Linked DNA regions of Rattus norvegicus: region 1 is linked to region 2. The links are chromatin contacts, called in public Hi-C maps. All regions are on one chromosome and are shown on one strand. The core of a region is the stretch at or near the end of the contact, and the rest is flanking DNA. Distances in the headings are between cores, read along the strand shown.

What was found. Hi-C and Micro-C count contacts between places; a contact is called where the count stands out from the background.
Region 1: a Hi-C map of the A7r5 cell line shows a contact between it and region 2, with 1.7 times the contacts expected there. The contact joins the promoter of Wfdc2 here to the enhancer-like site in region 2. A contact is called at or near these places in 5 of 12 Hi-C or Micro-C datasets (the A7r5 cell line, Schwann cells, kidney and 2 more).

The regions. Positions count from the first base shown.
Region 1 is chr3:173,705,036-173,707,735 of GRCr8, forward strand. It overlaps Wfdc2 (WAP four-disulfide core domain 2), which reads left to right and starts at 1,440. Exons shown (of 5, transcript NM_173109.2): 1 at 1,440-1,554; 2 at 2,048-2,191. The coding sequence starts at 1,476.
Region 2 is chr3:173,668,644-173,671,343 of GRCr8, forward strand. All of the region lies in intron 1 of LOC120101784 (a long non-coding RNA gene), which reads left to right. Among named protein-coding and RNA genes, the nearest start is that of Pigt, 23 kb to the left of the region's middle. Within about 2 kb of position 1,333, at least 5 of the 93 cell types and tissues checked have an H3K27ac peak or open chromatin away from gene starts, as enhancers often do. A contact at or near this core is called in the A7r5 cell line, where this site is marked.

The DNA.
Region 1 (2,700 bases), core at 190-2,689, 36 kb after region 2:
AAATAAACCTAGCCAAAAAAGATATAAAAGATAGGAGTGCGGGGCTGGGGATTTAGCTCAGTGGTAGAGCGCTTGCCTAGCAAGCACAAGGCCCTGGGTTCGATCCCCAGCTCTGAAAAAAAGAAAAAAAAAGATAGGAGTGCATCACTTCTTAGCTTCAGAGTCCAGGAGAGCAGGACAGCAAACTCCACAAGGATACTCCTAGCAACAAAGGAGGGCTAGGAAGGGTGAGGAATTATTGTGGAAGTCTACACAAATTCAAATGGGGAGGCTCTTAGAGAAAAGTCTGTTCCTGCACATGCCCAGTGTGGTGGTTTGAATATGCTTGGCCCAGGGACTGGCACTATTTGAAGGTGTGGCCTTGCTGGAGTAGGTGTGTCACTGTGGGTCTGGGCTTTAAGACTCCCATCCTAGCTGCCTGGAAGCCAGTCTTCTCCTAGCAGCCTTCAGATGAAGATGTAGAACTCTCAGCTCCTCCTGCACCATGCCTGCCTGGATGCTGCCATGCTCCCACCTTGATGATAATGGACTGAACCTCTGAACCTGTAAGCCAGCCCCAATTAAATGTCCTTCTGAGAGTTGCTTTGGTCATGGTGTCTGTTCACAGCAGCAAAACCCTAACTGAGACACCCAGTTGGCACTGCTAAGTTTTACTTGATAATACAGGGAAAATAAAGTATAATAATGCCTGCTTTGCATAGTCAGATCCTAGAGGAAGAGATGTAGATTCAAAATCTTGTCTGAACAGGAACCCCGGAATTTAGGTTGGGGACCAGCCTCTGAGTCCAGCCTGCCTTTCATATATAGGTGACTGAAATCACTCTCTAGTCCTAGTACTGGGCTACCCCATCCTGCCCTGATGGACTGAGGTGGGACAAGGATAAAGATATGCCTGAGAGGGCTGGAAATTGCACGGGGTTGCTCCTTCCTGGACAAGCTCCTTGTCAGATGGGTTCTTTTGTTAACAGTGTTATTTCTGTAACCTCCACTACACCAGCCTCTACTAATCCCTGACCAGGGCTCTGCATGCTGAGCTGTCCATCCCAGCCCAAGTCTTGGCCACTTAATCCACAGCATCTTGCCTCCCTGCAGCCTTGCCATTTCCGCCTTAATCCTGGACTCTAGTCATTCCCGGGAGGACAACGGACTCATTTAAAAATGAGCCCAGGGACCCTGTATCTGGGCCTTCCACTCCAGCTGCCCTGCCTTGCCCTCAGGCCCTAGAAAGGTAGGAAGAGAGGGAGGGGTGGACAAGTGTCCGGCTGCAGCTGGCTTGGAAGCTGTCTCGGTTCCTGGTTCCCACCTGAGCCAAGAGTGACACCTGATCCCGGGGGATTGTGAAATGGCTTGAGGTGGCAGGGCGCCCGCACTGCCCGCTGTGCTTCCTACCCGCCTCCTGCACCCCTCACTCGGCCCCGCCCCCCGGCGCGAGTGGTTAAATCCCCCCCATTCAGGCTGCAGGTTACACCTGCACCATGCCTGCTTGTCGCCTCTGCTTGCTGGCCACAGGCCTCCTACTCGGGCTGCTGCTGTTCACCCCCCTCTCAGCCACAGGTGAGTGCAGCCAGGAGTTCAGTCTCAGAAGTGGGGGTTCTGGGACAAAAGTGGGAGGCCAGCGAAAATTTAAATTTTGGATCTCTGGGGCCTACGGCTAGTGATCCTTGAAGCTTAGGGTCTGGGGTCCAGTGTACTGGAGGTGGCGAGACCAATGAAGGCTTAAAAAGTTGGAGGGGCGGAGGCGCTCTCAGCGCTGAAAGCAGAGACCGGATGAAGAGGAGCGGGAAGCTCCTTGGATGGCTGAAGTTTCCAGGCAGAAGCTCAAGTCCCCAGAGGACTGGGGACTCTGAAGCCAAGCATTAGGGATCTCTCTAGTGTCCGAGACCCCTGGCCCAGAGATGGGGCCCTCTGGGGTGTTATGGGGGCCCTTGGGCCCGATAATCTAAAATCCTTGGGGTTGAAATTTGGGTATCTTGGAGAGGGGAGTGAGTATGCCGGTGGGACTGGGTCCCGTTCTCCCTGAAAATTCTCTGCTGCCACCCATTCCAAGGCACCAGAGCAGAGAAACCCGGTGTGTGCCCCCAGCTCGAACCAATTACTGACTGTGTGAAGGCGTGCATCTTGGACAACGACTGCCAGGACAACTACAAGTGCTGCCAGGCCGGCTGCGGCTCTGTCTGCTCCAAGCCTAATGGTAGCCCCACCGCAACCTAGCGGGGACAGGGCGGGGCTGCGAGAGGCGGGAGTGCCCGGGTTTGACGAAGATGGGTATCCCAGACCCAGGGACCCCCGAGAAGCGGTGGAAACCTGATCCACATGTGCCCTCCTTTGTCTGCCCTGGGGTAGATGCGAAGGACAAAGGCGTCACAGAGGCGCGGCCCAGGAGGAGGAGGTCCCCCTCGTTCCTGGCTGGACTCGATTCTCTGGTGCATGACGGGCTTCCGGGCATGCACAGTGAGACTTTGTTCCGGGACCTGCGAGCAGTGGCTTCCTAGGCTGGAATCCAGAGGGCAAACCCTGGGTGGCATCAGGGCTAAGGACTTCTTGCTTATGGGAGTCCCTCTCGCAGGGTCTTCCACGGCCTGGCAAGATTTGTTCCCGAGGGAGGGAAAATGTTTGCCACATCCTAAGTCCGTGGAAGTGAGCCTCCAAAAGAAACGTTCTTGCACAAAGTTACACTGCCATCCTGTGGCTGGTAGAGGT
Region 2 (2,700 bases), core at 83-2,582:
TATAGCCCAGGCCGTCTTGGAACTTGCTCTGTAGACCAGGCTAGCTTCAAACTTAGATATCTGCTTGCCACTGCCTCCCAAGTGCTGGAATTGAGGTCATGTGCCACCATGCCCACACCTGCAAAGTTAGAACCTGAATGGAAAGAGATCTCAGGTGACTCTTACATGTCTGTGAAGTGCTTCCGCCCAGCCTTTTGACTCCAGCAGTCAGGAGCCAGAAGCCTGAGCCAATGAAGAGACAGGTAACAGAGGTGACCCCAGCTCCTCTCCTTCCTCACTCCTCTCCAGTCACATCAGTTCCCCTCAGCTTAGGCCTGGGAAGTTGCACAAGAGCCCAGCCAGGTCAGGAACGAAGCCTGCTTCTTGCTCTGCCTCTGTATCAGTTCTTGTCCTTTTGCTCGCCCTAGTGGCCAGGTAGGGTGACCTCAGCAACTCTTGGCTCACCTCTGTGGTCAGAAAAATGAGAGTGCCTCTCTCCCTCATGGTGTGGATCTCAAGCTGGGCTGGATATCGGTGGGCCACTCCCTCAATCTCTGCCCCCTCTTTATCCGTGCACATCTTGTAGGCAGGACAAACTGTGGGCGGAAGGTTTTGTATGTGTGTGTGGGTGGGTGGGGCCTGTCCCCACCCCTCCAGTGGAAGTCTTGCCTGGAAACAGGAGGTGGCTGTTTCAGGTTCCATATCCCCATGGCTAGGAGTCTTTGCTAGCTAGGGTCAACCTCATAGGTTCCTGGGAGTTTCGGAGGGGAGATGGGAGGGAGAGACTAGGAGGAGGGAGGGGAAGCTGTGATCGGGATGTAAAATAAAAAAAATTAATTAAAATAAATAAATGAAACAACTAATAAGGAAACGAAGATGCGTCTTGGAAGGACTCCAGAGGCAAGGGGAGAAGCTGGGTAGAGCGGAGCTCTATCTGCATATTTAAACTTTTAAATTTTAACCCACCCATCAATTAATTAACTTTAGCCCAGGCCGGAGGGACCTGCAACCCTGCTTGCCTTAGTCTCCCAAGGGCTGAGACTCTAGGTGTGTACCACCAGTCCCAGCTTCTCCCTGGACTTTCCCGGGAGAATCCGGAAGTTTTAGCTCCAAGGGCTCTTCAGGACTCTAAGAAGTTCATCTAATCACACACTCCTCGGAAAGCCTAGTGGGATCCCAGCTTCCATTTGAGGCTGGCTGCAGTCCCTCCCTTGAACCTCACTGGGGTGTAATAGAAAATAAAACAAAAGAAAAGAAAAGAAAAACAAATATTCGGGCTCTTTCACCAATTCCCAGAAAGGTTCGCCAGCTACTCACCACATTTACCGGCTTGCGTATGCTAATGAGATGACTCAAACCAAGAGCCGCGGGCTCTTCTGACGTGGGCAGCTGCTGAAAACCCGCAGACAGGTGGTTAAAACTTTAGCAATTTCAGCTCCGCCCTTCATGATCTCCAGAGGGGCCAGTGGGCTCCTGAGACGATGAGGCACCCAGTCATACCTATGTAACAAAACCTCAATAAAGCCCCTAGCTTGTGGGTTTGGAAAACCTCCAGGTTGGCAAACACCCCTGTGATTGGAGGGAGGCGCACCCCGGAGACAAAGGGGAGTCTTTCCCTTGCCCCATGCATCTCTATACCTGGGCTCTTTTAGAGCTGTGTCCTCTAACCCAGACACTGCGCAAAGTGTCTTCCTAAATTCAGTGAGAGGATTATCAACCTGAGATGGCTGAGGGGTTGTGGAACCCCAACTTTTAAATACCCAATAGTAAATACCGAGACTCTGGAACTCAGTCTTACCTCCTCATCATACCTCATGGAACATCGGCTTCCGGGTGGTCAGTTGTTTCGGAGCTGGGGACCAAGCTGGGGACCGAACTGGGGACCGAACCCAGGGCCTTGCGCTTGCTAGGCAAGCGCTCTACCACTGAGCTAAATCCCCACCCCACCCCCGGGCCCAGCACTCTAAATCCAGGGACCTGCCTAGAATAGTTTCCTGATGATTACAAAAGTCCCAAAGCCACGATCTCATAAACAGCATGGAGTCCTTACAAAAACAGGATGTCTTCCCAGCGCACTGCAGCCATTTCCCAAAGGCAGTAACTGTTCCTTTATTGATTTACAAACTTACCACTCGTGTGGATGCCTGTGCAGCATGAATACATGTGCATTGTGCAGCACGGCTCTGAACACGGTAGCGACAATTTTGGGGGTTTGGTTTCTTTGAAAAAAGAAAACCACAGAAATATTGTCAGAATATGCTTTTGTTTTAATCCCAGGTGTGGGATATGGGGCTGCTTCAGACTGTCCAAGCAGCTGACTATGATTTGCCCTGTGCTGTAGCAGGGGCAGGATTTTTCCAGCTGCAGATAGCCTCTGTGATTGTGTGACATTTGGAACGCTGGGAACTTTTTGGAGGATACACACATGCTAGAGCCTCAATAGGTGGTGGTTGTTGTTGGTCTCAGTTTGTTAAGTAGTCATGCACGAAGAAGAAGAAGAAGAGGAAGAAGAAGAAGAGGAAGAAGAAGAAGAGGAAGAAGAAGAAGAAGAAGAAGAAGAAGAAGAAGAAGAAGAAGAAGAAGAAGAAGAAGAAGAAGAAGAAGAAGAAGAATGGGAGGAGGAGGAAGAGGAGGAGGAGGAGGAGGAGGAAGAAGAGGAGGAGGAGGAGGAGGAGGAGGAGGAGGAGGAGGTTAGATATCCTGACCACAAGGATAAAACTT